2 separate regions of the Mus musculus genome follow, and region 2 is linked to region 1. The links are chromatin contacts, called in public Hi-C maps. All regions are on one chromosome and are shown on one strand. Each heading gives the region's core, a stretch centred on a gene start, on an enhancer-like site or on the middle of the called end of the contact. The rest is flanking DNA. Distances are from core to core; before and after follow the strand shown. Region 1 overlaps Zfp827 (zinc finger protein 827). Region 2 overlaps Smad1 (SMAD family member 1).

Evidence for each region. A called contact is a pair of places that touch in the nucleus more often than the background predicts.
Region 2: a Hi-C map of muscle stem cells shows a contact between it and region 1, with 2.1 times the contacts expected there. The contact joins two enhancer-like sites. A contact is called at or near these places in 1 of 484 Hi-C or Micro-C datasets (muscle stem cells), 1 of 115 datasets of contacts at active chromatin or transcription factors (microglia) and 2 of 9 other capture datasets (adipose tissue and liver).

What each region holds. Positions count from the first base shown.
Region 1 is chr8:79,158,870-79,165,844 of GRCm38.p6, forward strand. The region is part of intron 8 of Zfp827 (zinc finger protein 827); the gene reads left to right. Among named protein-coding and RNA genes, the nearest start is that of Gm30271, 40 kb to the right of the region's middle. Within about 2 kb of position 4,147, at least 100 of the 459 cell types and tissues checked have an H3K27ac peak or open chromatin away from gene starts, as enhancers often do. A contact at or near this core is called in adipose tissue and muscle stem cells, where this site is marked.
Region 2 is chr8:79,346,624-79,353,598 of GRCm38.p6, forward strand. It overlaps Smad1 (SMAD family member 1), which reads right to left. Exons shown (of 7, transcript NM_008539.4): 4 at 6,707-6,823; 5 at 2,968-3,189. Among named protein-coding and RNA genes, the nearest start is that of Smad1, 49 kb to the right of the region's middle. Within about 2 kb of position 3,573, at least 103 of the 459 cell types and tissues checked have an H3K27ac peak or open chromatin away from gene starts, as enhancers often do. A contact at or near this core is called in adipose tissue and muscle stem cells, where this site is marked.

The sequences.
Region 1 (6,975 bases), core at 2,897-5,396:
TGCTCACAATTGTCTACTTTGTTCAGTACAGCTGAGCAGGGGCAGCGGCTGCAGCTTGGTAGAGTGATTGCCGGGTATGTAGAAAGTTCTGTGTGTAATTTCCAGCATGACATAAACCAGGTATGTTGGCACACGTCTATAGTCTCAGTATCTGCAAGATGAAAGCAGGAAGTCCAGAAGTTTAATGTCATCCTCAGCTATTATATCAAGTTCAAGACCAGCCTGGGCTACATAAGACTCTGTCTCAGACTGACAGGCCGACTGGTGGGTGGACAGACAGGTAGATGGGTAGATGGATAGATAAATGGGCAAATGAAACATCAGGCAATTGGGATACTATTTAGTGTGACAATGACCCAAGGAGCATCATTTACGAAAACGCCTTGCTCATGAACTAACAATTGAACCTCAAGAAGCGGAGACTGCTCGCCTCAGCACAGGCATCCTGCTCCCCAGGAACTACCTAACTGAACACACTTTAAAGGGTTAAAGTGCTGACTGTGGGAGTCGTGGTGAAGAGTCAGAGGCTATTAAAATGCCACAACAGTAGCTTAACTAAGGTGGACAGCCATCCAGCATAGAGTCCCAGGCCGATTCAGGACTCCCGGGTCCCCCAGCTCCTCCTGTCCTGGGCACTCCACCATCCTTGATCTGTACGTCATGGTGACTGCTCCAGCGCCCACTGCCAGTCACATCTTAAACACAAAAAAGGAAAAGAAGAAGTTGAGGGCATAACCTTCCTCTTAAGGGCGTGATTTGGAGCGTGGCCATTTACATTTTCCACTCATGATACCTTTGGCCTAAGAAATTCTTACATGACCTCTAGTATATGAGTTCATAATAAATCAAGTGCTCACTGATAGTAATCAAGGAGAAACTCACCGTGAAGCAATTCACGGGAAACACGTAGACTTTTAACATTGAAGGATGGAAGCAAAAGTGCATACTAACAAGGTGGGTGTGTGTGTTTGTCTTATAGAGTGTCATACGGTGGTACGCTAATGTCATATTTACGTACTAAGGAACTATACAGAGGAATATTAAAAACTCCTTATTTTGTGGAATTAAACATTATGCTTCTGTAGGAACAGGAAACTGTACATGGGGGGGGGGGAGGGGGGAGGACAAACAAACGCGCCGTTTGCCAGGAGTGTATGGAAGTTTTACGTTTCATGGCGTGTCGTTGTATGATGTAACCTACAGCAGGAAGTATGAATTTTGTCAGTTCAGAGCCTGGGCTGCGGGGAAGTTGCATGGTACACACAGCATGAGGGACTGCTGTAAGGAACACTCAGATTCACCATTTGGTATGGGGTTGAATTTGAATGAATTTTTGCTTTGTTGTGTGTCCAGAAACCTTTTCTTGTTGCCAGATCTTTTGCAGCCCCCATCATTCAGCTACCCTACCCCATAACAGGGCATGACTCAATTTAAGAAGCCTTGACCTAGACATTACACATACAACTTGCGGCAGTCCAGTTGCCTAGAGCATGGTTACTTGGCCATGATTGGCTCACAGAGATGCTGACAGGCCACGGTCACAGCCGTGGGCTAAGCTGAAACTCAAGGGCTCCTTTACTAGAAACGCCAGGGTGTCAGAGGGCCTCTAGCTTTGCCTCAGGAGGAAATAGCTTGTTTGGATTAATTCAAGGTCAGGAACTCAAAGCCTGATTAATAATTCCAGCTGGCCTTCAGCCAGGGTAGAGTTCATAGGCTATGACAGTGTCTACACAGGCTTGTTATTTCACTGTTGGGTTAACCTGAGCAGCAGACCCTGCCTGGACCCTCAAGTGTGTACATTTCTACTAATGATAAAGCTGGGGGGTGGGTGAGCAATAGTGAGGTAACTCAGGATGTACTCAAGCAATGCCTACCGTAGTGAGCTGGACCAAGCAGAGTCAGAGTTACTGTGGGGTGACTTATGTCCCCTGGCTAGTGCATTTTATATCAGCTCAGGTCAGCATTTAACGTACTAAGCATATGATTGTCTATTAATTTCATTTGTTTTTGTTTTGTTTTTTGAGTCTCAAGTATATATTGTTGTTGCTTTGGATTACTTTTGTGTGGCGGCTGCTATGACCCATCCAACCCCCACTAAAGTACGGAAACTGGAGATCTGCTCTGAACTGAAGCTAATGCTGAATTGTACTGGGTGGGGAATTGTGCTGGTGACCCACCCTGTGAACGCCAGCCTCTTACCTCAGAACCACATGGGTAGACATGAAGGGACTGCCAGTGGTGACAGCTGCTTTGACCATTTCAAATGACTGGCCTCATATTTGTCTGTTTCTGACCAAATGCCAGCAATTGCTGGCCTGATCCAGCAAAGTTCTGTAGAGTTAATTGATGCCTGTCTCTGTCTCTGTCTCTGTCCTTCGCTCTAGATTTACTTCTTATTTTGGGGAGTGATGCATCCATGCCACAGCATGCATGTGGAGGTGAGAGGCCGTTGTGAGCCTCACTTCTCTCTTCCATCATGTGGGTCCCAGGGGTCATCACTCACACTGCCAGGCTTGACAGCCATGATCCCCTGACTCATCTCACCAGCCAAGGTCATTCTCTCTTCATTCCTTAGCGAAGACATTGAAAAGTTCCTAGAGAAAAAAAGAGAGAGAGAGAGAGATGCTATTTTGAAGATGTACAAATGGTAGTCAGACTCTTAGTTCCTGTGGTGTGTTGTGGTTTTGATGGGACTGTCCCCCAGAGGCTAGTAGAGGTTTCCAGTTGGTGGCAGTGTTTGGGGAAGTTAAGGGTGCAGCCTTACTAGAAGGGATGTCGCTGGGGATGGGCTTTGACATTAGAGCCTCATCTTCATGCCACTTCTGTCTTGTTCTCTGTCTTGTGCTTATAAAAAAGGATGTGAGCTCTCCTAGTCCTCTTCCCAGTCCCACATCTATGCCAGCTGCTGTGCCTGCCCACCGCGAACAATTCTTATCCCTCAGGACCATGAACCCAAACAAACTCTTGCTTCTGTAAGTCGCCTCGCTCATGGTGTTTTCTCACAGCAACGGAAAAACAGCATTTGGTGTTTCAGACTTAGACAGAACGTACCAGACACCTACCCTGTCAGGAGTCCGGCCTCCGCTCTCATGAGCAACTGATTAGGTGTAGCAGGTCTTTAAAGTGGCAAACCCACGTCCATACCATGTAGAGCAAAACCTGTGTTGATGATTCAGATGGTTAAGCTCCTGAAATGTGTTCTTTTCTAACCTTTCACTGCTGTGAATCTGTATGTTACCCGCAAAACACACAGGATAAACGGGGACAGGATGTATTTTCTACAGATATATGAACATACGGTGTTGTGGATGTGAGCTTCATGTGGACAGCCACGCCTCAGTCCACAAACTTTGTCTTGGATTTCTTCTCCAAAAGTTTTTCACAGCAGGTCCAAAGTTAATGCAGTATTCTCAAAATTAACCTGTTAGAGATTGTCACCCCACCCCCACATCATGGTTAGGTCTAAAAATTTCATCCCACCTTCTCCACAATTTCTCAATGTCTCTTGGTATTCACAACATAAAAACTAGTAGGATGACTCCGTATCCATTTAACCTCAAACCCAATGAGGAAGAAACACGGCGACCTGTTATAGTGGTCCCTGTTGGTTTTCTCTCTTTCTTCTTTTTTCTTTGTTCATTTATGTTTTTCAGAACAGGATTTCTCTTGGCTGGCTATCCTAAAACTTGCTCTGTAGACCAGGCTGGCCTCAAACTCAGAGATCCAACGGTTTCTGCCAACATTATTGTGGACATTATATGGATAGACTTGGATCAAAATCTAGGCTAGCTCAAATGGTGAGCATTTTGTGAGTGAGTGAGAGTCCTAACACATTAGAGGCTTCACAGTTTCACTTCCTCCACACAGAAGAAAAACTCCATCCTTATCCTTTCTTTTTGAGCTAATGATGCAGGAAAGACACAGGCCTAGAAGGAACAGGTGGGATTTAGGATCAGCCATGTGGTCCCTTGGGCAAGAAACAGTGGCTTAAAAGGACCTTTCAGTCTGTATCCTGGTGCCTGAGGGGTGGAGTTGTGTGCATAGAAGCCAGTGGAAGGAGGCAGGAAGCAGCCCTGGTCACTCTCCGTGGGCAGCTGACTGTAAGGTCACCCTCCTCGGGCAGCACACGTGGTTAGCAGATCTAGTCTGAATCACGTCTCTGGCCTTTTCAGTTAAACCTGAACTTTGGAAAAAGTCACCTCTGCAAACTTGCTGTGTAACCCGTGGTTACTTGGCTTCTCGCCAGAGCCAGGCTAGCATTTGGGGTATGATGTCATTTAGTGTTCTGTTCTGCTGCGCATGTGATTGCTTTAACAGCTCCATGGATCTAGGGCTGGGGAGACGGCTCAGTTGGTAAAGTGCCTGCTGTGCCGGCATGAGGACCCAAGTTCAAATCCCCAGGACAGAGATAGGTAGGTAGGTACCCAGAGCTTGTGAGCCGTGCAGTCCAGAGACTCTATTGTCTCAAAAAAGATGTGGAGGAGGGGTGAGCATAACCAAAATACATAGAATAAAATACTTAAGAGATTAATAAGAACAGTATTTAAAAATAAGTTGCAGTGGGATTAAGGAAAACACATGACATCAACCTCTCTCCTACACCCATGCATGCACACACACCCACATGAACACATATTCACCCCACACACAAGAGCACACACGTACACACAATACTAAGTGTTGGATACTGACGAGTCACGGCGCCCTGCCACTAGCCTTTACAGGTGTTGGCTCTACAGTGGCTTTTAAAAGTATGAAATGAGATGGGATATCTGTAGGACGTTAACTTGACACCGTCTCCTGTAAAGATTAGAATGTTCACAGTCTCAACCCAGGAGTCACCAACAGGACCTAGAAACAAGTGCATCTGTTGCAAAAGCAGCCACACATTCCCACTGAAATTAGAACATGGCAGTGATCCAATTCCACAAGTATTTGTGAGTTTCTGCATTAATATTAGATGCAAAAATCTGTGTTCAAGTGCCACTAAGGTTACAAATGTGCACATGCCCAAACTGGAAAATAAGATTACCATAGTGCTGTTACCTGTCCCCTGTTAGTCCATGACCCATAGTGCACTCAACAGTTTGAAGGCTGATATGCTATGCACAGCTCTTACTATGCGGTGTGATTAATCTGAACTTCAGCCTCTTGAGAAGCAGGCATTGGGGGATGGGAAGTCCTAGATAAGTGGTTTCACCATGTGACGTCAGTTGGGAAATTAGCTTTTACATCCCATAAATTGTCTGTGAACTAGAGAATAATATTCTTTTTCCAATTGCTCCCTAGTCCTTAGAAGATGAGACAGAGGTTCTATTGAGATAAAGTCTCGAAAGGACGCTGAACCTTTGTTACCAAAGGTAAAGCACTTGTGTTACAGTGCAGAAAGGTAGCCACTTCTCAGCTCACTTGTAGAAAAATCACTTACATTCATTTACATATCATGAATCAATGCCTCTTTCTCTCTTGCCTGCAGCCAGATTTTTTTTTCAGATCACAAGTGTTTATTGTCCTCTAGTATCTATATAAAAGAAGAAAGGATAGAGACAAAAAGTAGTTAAAATATGTAAGAATAATACAAGCAGAGTGCCTGACTAGTGTGTTGCATCTGGGAGGTGAGGTGCAGCCCAGTTGATAGTGGCAAGTTGCCAAGCATGCATGAAGCCCTGATGCCATCTGCAGCACCACGGATCAGGCATAATGGTGTAGCCTTTAACCCAGTACTGAGGAGGCAGGAGGCTCAGAAGCTCAAGGGAGTCCTCATCTGTTTCATAGCAAATTCAGGAACATGATAGGCTACATAAAAACCCTGTCAAAGATTAATACATTATGTTTTCCTCATAGAGAGAAAGCATCCAATTATTTGATTTTTCTAATGTCTTATTTGGTAAACAAACTACTGGTTGCATTGAATTTTTTGTGTAAGGAGCAGCCCAGCCTGGTGTTGAACTTCCAGTACTCCCGTCCCCCAGGTCTGTGGAAGCGCGCATACATGTGCACAGGTATATGTCTGGGAGTCAAAGGTTGATGCTGGGCATCTTCTTCAATCACTTTCTACTTGTTTACTGAGGTCTCTTGTGAGCCCCGTGCTCCCTGAGTCTCTGAGTCTGGCTAGCTTGTCCTAGGGACCCCATGTCTCCACTTCCTCAGTGCGTACCCCATACCCGCTAATTGTTATAGGCACTCCTTACCATACTCAGCTGCCTCAAAGATTTTTTTGCGATTTTATTTGGTTTCCTTTTCAATTTGAGAATTGAAATTGGAAGATGATGCTTTTCAAAAAAGATACGCACTTCTCATTTGGCTTAGCAGCTTTGGACTTGAACTGTAGATTATGTGTTACTTAAAAATATCCCAGGCTGTTGGGTATTTACATTTCTGGCACATGAGCCAAAAATCTACTTCTCACTCTTGCCCACTCCTGAGATGATTAAAAAGAGATGGCTCTGATTTTTCATTCATTTGTATTGATCATGGCAGAGCCCTGACAGTCATTTCTAAGCTTTTCCAAAACTCCTTGCTAATAAGGTACGTGTTTAGGATACAGTTACATTTACACCAGAGCTTCCTGTTCTGACAGCACCCCATCCCTCAACAGAGCATCTGTTGTTCCATGTGCAAGGCTCCCACAGTTGTATTTTGAGCCAAGGCCACGGGATATGGTGGCACTTGCCTCCTAGGAAAGAGGAAAACTAAGCGTGTGGCATTGACCTTTGTAGCACCAGGTTCAAGTAAGGTGATCAGCCTAGATGGATCTTCAGGCCAGCACCAGCAGCCAGACTCTACTTGACAGACATTAAAGGTCTTTTCTGAGAGGAGTAACGCGCTCACTGTCTGGACAAGCTGCAGAGTATGTATTTTTCCGAGCGGAGCATCCCAGGTTCAAAACCCACCTCTCCCCCTTTCCAACTATATGGGAACATGCTAACTCCTTCATCATTCTTCGTGACTTTTTCTCATCTACAGAATGAAGCT
Region 2 (6,975 bases), core at 2,323-4,822, 190 kb after region 1:
ATGGTTTCAACACAGCAACATAAAAGCAATAACACACCAGGTCAGGGGAAGTGGCAGTACAAGCTTCCAGGTAAACAGAGTGACAGGGATGGACATGAAGGCTACCCCTGAGCTGTCCAGGGGGAGGGGAACACCTCATGTCCATTTCTAGTGGGACATGTCCCAAGAAGACTGTATCAACATGCCACCTGCATCGATGTTGGCATGGCGTCTGCTGCTGCTTGAGGGTCAGGATGTGAGTCCTCGGCTTATCTGTCATGATGACCCCGGCTTCTTCCACCATCTGAAATTCTACACTGAGTCCACTACTCTGGCATCTGGGGTGATTTCAGGAAGTGCAGCCCCAGTACCCTTATGTTACTCCTAATCTTTTTTTTTTTTTTTGAGGGGGTGGTTATGACAGGGTTTCCTTTCTATAACCATAGATATCTTGGACTCACTTTGTAGACCAGGCTGCCCTCAAACTCAGAGATCCGCCTGCCTCTGCTTCCACCTCCTGAGTACTGGGATTAAAGGCGTGCTCCACCACACCCAGTCCCTTGTAATGTCTTAAAGAGGAAATTCTACGATGTGGGTTTTTCCTACTTTGGGGGTCAAAGTCCCCATAAAATTTAGCAAAACAAACACTCCTCCATTTTGAATGTATTGATAGGTGTATATTCTAAATGTACCCTGTGTTTACAGGCATAGGAAAGCACCCATGTGAGCTGTGAGCCTATGTTCACCTTAAGCTGTCATTTCCATTTTCCCCTCCTTTGATCATATTAAGATGTCTACCTAATCCCATCTGTTTGGTTTCCTCTAAGAATAATCTTAGAACACTTCCTTAAATGCCTCTTATGCCTTATTAAAATATCCTCCTTTTTTATTTGATCTATTTCTACAGATGTTGATTCTTTTATTTTTTTTTTTTACTTCATTTATTTATTTAAAGACAGGGTCCCACTGTCTCCTGGCTGGCCTGCAACTCCTGGAGATCTGCCTGCCTCTAATTCCCTAGCACATGCTCCTTGTCTGCCTCTCACTGGTGATGCCCCGATGGGGGATCAATCAAACAATTTACTGGCTATGCAGATTTATCCACTGTATAAATTTATTTTTACTCTGCCTTGCAACTAAAATAGCTTTTAGAGAAATATTTTAAAATATGCAAATGCTCTGTCATAAAACTTCTCTTCATATTTGGCATATATTGACGGCTGTTTTATAACATTCACTTCCTTGTTTGGTCTGCAGAAATGATGTATGCACGTGTGAAGCACGGGCTAGCATGGTGGTGGGGTCAGAGGGCAAAGCACGGGAGCTGAGTTTCTCCCGCCGGGCAGTCCTGGGGACTAAGCTAAGGTCCTTCAGGCTAGGCAGCCAGCCCCCTCACCCACCCACTGAGCTGCCTCACCAGCCCCACACCAATGACTCTTCCGTGGTCCTTACTCAATGGTTGCAAAAACAATGACTTTTGTATTCTAGCACTCACTGGTCATTTAGCGACTGGACTTTCCAATTAAGTCATTTCTCTACTAATGATTCCTATGGCTGTATCAATTAGAATTTGCTTATTGGACAGAATCTCACTGTGTAGACTTGGCTTGGGATTCCTGATTTTCTGCTTCACACCTCCTAAGTGCTGGTATTACAGGAGTTAGGCTCACCACCACCACACCCAGCAGTATCGTAAGATCCACTACTGCAGTTAATTATAGTTGCTCCTCATTATCTGTGGATCTGGAATCCAGTTTCAACTACTCGCAGATCAAAAACGATGTTTTCAGATAGCACCAACCCTAACATGTGCAGGCTTTGTCTCCTCACGATTCACTCAGCAGTGATACTGTTTACATGACATGAACTCTGCAGTAGGTATGGTTCTCAGAAGGACACTTGAAAGGTGAAGTGTGGTAAGTTACTGCTACACTGTTTTATGTGTGGGAACTGAGCCTCTCGGGTCTCAGAACACACCCACCATGGAGACCAAAGGACAGATAGATTCTGGTTACTGAGCTGTGAGGTGGGAGTTGAATGCCAAGAGGCACCCGTGGCTGTGGCTTTCTGAATCCTTCCTTCCCATTCTCTCACAGGAGATCCTCCGGGCTTGCCTCGTCCCAGCTTTGGAGGCAGCCACCATCTCCCTCAGTGGGGACAGATATTAGCAGCAATGATATGGACCCTAGGCATGTGCTTGTCAATACTTTGTATCTTTGCTTCTTTGCCCTTTCGGTACACAGGGTAGAAAAACTACCTGCATGTTCAGAGGGTCACATATAGACAGGCTCACATATAGACATGCACAACAGCATATAAACACACACCATGTCATTAATTTATGATTTTATACCGACACTTCCAAGGGATGCCACACTCCTTCATGACTGCATGCTCCTTACTTCGCAGGCAAAGCTGAGCTGAGCACCTACCTACACGTTTAGCCATTTGCTTAATCATATAGTAAATGCATGTAAACGTTACAGAACTGTTCTAATTTACCACTAATAAATAATTAAGTCTATTAAGAAAGACAGGTGGGATGGCGACGTGGCTCAATGGGGAGAGTGCTTGCCACCAAGCTGATGACTTGAGTTTGATTTCTGATGGCCACAGGATGGAAGGAGAGAACCGACTCCCTGACTGTCCTCTGATCAAGACCCTCGAGCACACACGTACACATGCACACAGGCGCATGCACACATAGGCAATAAATGTAAAAATTCTTAATAAGATATTTTTATAACAAAAACATCAGAGTACTGCCCACAGTAGCAAGCCACACTATGCACTAATTCCTAACAACATTATCAGAGTTGAAAAAACCACTAAGATCATCAATTAGCACAGTCTTCAATAATATGAATTGGAAAATGTCTTCAAATAGCAGTGTCTGAACATTCACTGGCATTTGCCACAGGAATGACTGAGTCACTTCTAGAGGAATAAGAGACGAACGTTTGCAAGCAGAGAAAAGGGAAAGCTCACCTTTCCCAATATGTCGCCTGGTGTTTTCAATAGTGGAATTCCGGTTAACGTTGGAGAGCAAGCCAAGGCAGAAGCGGTTCTTATTGTTGGACGGATCTGTGAAACCATCCACCAGCACGCTGGTGGACGAGGCGTGGAACGCTTCACCCACACGGTTGTTGAGCTCATAGTACACAATAGAGCACCAGTGTTTTGGTTCCTCGTAAGCAACTGCCTGAACATCTGTAAGAAGGGAAGAAGAGGTTGTGTTGCTCAAGGTTTGCGCCTGGAGCATCCCCAAACTGAAACCGCACTGTAAACCTGGCTGGGCACCACACAGAGAAGACATGCAAGGGCGACTACAATGATCGCATGTATCATTTTTTGAGAGCTGAAGTACTTCTTATTAAAGGTGCATTCTCCTTTAATTGGGGAACAATCTTCTCCAATGATTAGCAGAAAACCAAAATACCAGCTAAGCAAGCCCAGCAGCAGCGTCTGCTGAATACTAACGATCTATTACTTGCTCATTAACATACAGGAATAATAGGAATCACTCTTGTGGGCACACCACCTACGAGAAATACAAGTGACCAATGAAAAACCAAGTGGCTCAGGAACAAGAGGGGCCTGGAGGTGTGCCAGCAGGGCTGGTGTGGGAGGGAGCTGCTTTGGGAGAGCCTTGGTAAGCCTCTGCTTTCCCAAAGCACCAAAACCAACTTCTGCCTATCCTGGAGAGGCTGCCTGGCTCCACAGGAGCCAGTGATGGCCAGGGCTGCAGTTCTGCTGTGATTCTAGCTCAGGAAGAAATCTTGCCAGCTGGCCATTCTCCCTCAGTGAATCATATCTCTCTCATCCAGACTCCATGCTAACTTCCTTCTATTTGCTCTAAGTCATGCCGAGCAGGTGTGTTTTGTCTCTCGCTTCCCAGAATGGGCCAACAATGGAAACTACCCAGCTTCACCGACAGGATGCAGCTTGTTAAGTCCGATCTCTTAAGCCTGACGAATCTCCAAACAGAAAACACTTCTAAATGCTTTCAACCAAAAGGTTGGGAGATGAATCCTTTCTGCAGCAAACCTCCTTTAACCCGCCTTTGAGACCCCAGGCATACAAACCACACTATTGCCAACGTAATTACTGATCTCAACCTCATGGGGCCTCATGACAAAGGGGAAGAAATGCAAAGAAAATTCAGCAGACATGGTAAAAAAAAAAAAAAAAGAAAAAAAAGAAGGGCTTCCATGTTCTTCTTCAGTTACATTTTATACTTAAGTGGCTTAGCTGAAAATAAACTATTTCGCTTGTTTTCTAAACAGTTCCCCCCTGTTACTCCACTGTTCTTCAAGCAAAGCTTTAGTGATTCACAAGTGCCAAACCTCAAAGGCGGCTGTGGCCACAGTCACACAAGCCTTTTATCAGCTCTTAGTGCTGTTAGAAATGCTATTCATCTAGTTTAGACTCAGACACATTTTTTTCCTATAAAAGGCCAGAAAGATTTTGTGGGGCATATGGTCTTTAGCACAACTATTCCATTATGCCTTTGTATCACACGAAAACAGCCATTGATAATATGTAACAAATGGGCACAGCTGTGTTCTAATAAAGCTTTATTTATAAAAACAGACAGAGGGCTGATCTGTCTGCAGGCTGTAGTTTGCTGACCCTTGCTCTGGGAAAACCACCATAGGTGACAACAGGAAAAAAGCCATCATTTTTTTCCTTTGACTATACAAGGAGATTTTAAATTGGCTCTAACAGGGAACATTTTAAAAGCTGTTTAAAAGGAAAAAAAATCTTAAAAGTATGGTCTCTATTTGGGGTATTAGAGCTAATCTCATCAGTACAGATACAGGGTCCACACAGGGTATCTTGCTCCCCAAATAAAAATTCCAAAACTGGGTCAGATAGAGGCTCCTCTCTCACACTCTTCGCTTGTTGACTCCCAACATCTAACGATGACCAAGACCCATAAAACACAGAGCACCTATAAAGGAAACTTCAAAACACAATCACTGATTCATGTATGTTCCAATTTACTTAACTGTACAGCTAAGGGTTTTATAAAGGGTATTTATTTTTGGAGCCAACGTTTTGGGTCACTGCAAAGTTGGCACAGAGACTTTCCGTACATCCTCCCATCACAGAGATCTGCCATCAGATTGGTGTACTCAGTATAATTCAGGAGCCTACATGGACACATCATCGTCCCGAATCCAGAGCTGGTGTCAGGGCTTGTTCTTGGTTAGTCTGTGGGTCTGAACACATATGAACAGGGCATGCTGTTGCCCTCACACTACCATACGGACAGCATAATAGTTAAGTCTTGAAAAAACATCAGCAACTCTGACTCAGGCCAAGGCACCTCTCGTTTCACTGAAAGTGGGGTTAGGAACAAAATAAAACCTAGTCAGCAGTCACGTGGCTTTTACTTTCAACTTGCTTCACCCCTGGGCTGAGTGCTTGCCGGAGGCCCCTCCCAGAAGTTACTGAGCGGATGGGAGACCTTGCCAGGGCAGCATGGCACCTCTTGGCATGCGGTAGTGTGCCTGGTGTCTGGGGCGGGATTCAGGGATTCTAGCATCTGCTTTTCTCTGCTCCCACTCAACATGCCACTGTGGTCCTGAGAAGTGTGTGGGGCCATCCGCCAGCTCATTACTGGGCTGAAATGGAGCTGGTGGTGACGACCAGGCCCCTCCCCAAGGAGGGAAGGTGAATTTCAGTTCAATTGTAAATTCTTTGAGGGGAGAGGGATACATTCTCATCCTGTAAATTCTTCTGGTAACAAAGTGAGGCATGAGTGCAGAACGGGAAAACGCACCATTGTTCCAGTGATGGATAAGAGCTATAAAATAGACGAGGTGCCAGCGCACGCATTGTGTGTGTATATGTGTGTGTGTGTGTCTACTCTAACACAAAGACAACCGTTTGGAAACCCAGCTGTATGGATTTCAGTGGGATCACCCGTGGGAAGTCTGCTTTGCAGTCCTGTGGATGGCCTGTTTCCCCTTGGCCCTTAAAAAGACAATTCTTACAGCACCGATCCCAAGTTATTAATTACTGAAGACCTGAACACACGGCCATCTAAATAAAGGACTATGTTATGTAACACAGGCCTCGCCATTGTCCCCTCTAGCTCTTCATGCCCAAGAGCTCTCCAATAACCTCATATGTATGCAGGTACATGAAACAGCTATACAAATCACGTATTTATTGATACTAAATCACGTATAAATATATTTCTAAATGGTTCTTTGTTTACATTATGTAACCATTTACAAAAGGTAAAAGCAAATTAGCATGCTAATGAGATAGATACACTTGCTCATTTTTAAAATAAATAATAAATGTCGGCTTAATATTCAGCACCGATGGATGAACAGCCTGCTTGGTTATCTTCAGAGTTTGCCAACAGCTTGGTTTTCTAATCACCAATGCTGAGACTTAGCCTCACTTAACTTTCTAGTACAAAATGGCAGGAGGATGCTTAAGGCCATTTGGTAAGCTATTGAAAATACATTCAATATGTATTGAATCTGAGGTCTCTTATGAGACTGTGACAGAGTTTAAGCAAAGGGCTGGGTACTAGAGAATTCTTTCCCTTAGGTTAACAACAACAACAACAACAACAACAACAACAACAACAACTGCTTTTTGTATGTTTCATAAACAGCTACTTTTGGAAGGTCTGTATGACTGAAAGTAACCCTTGGACTGCAGACAATAAACTCTAAGAGGGAGAAGCAGCAACCGACTTTACCTCCTCTGCTGATTTCAGCGGGCAGTGGAGGCGCCATCATGTTCGTGTCCATGGGCTGAGAGCCATCCTGGGCCATGGGGTCTTCAGGAGGCAGGTAAGCAGGTGGGGGTGTGTCAGCTACAAAGTTTTAAAGAAAAAGAAAATACATGTGTCAGGCATATATTCTGTTCTGTGTTGAGAGTCTTTGTGTACGCAGATGCATGTGTGTGTACATGTATGTAGGAGGTCAGAAGATAACTTTGGATTTAATTATTGTGGGGGGGAGAAGA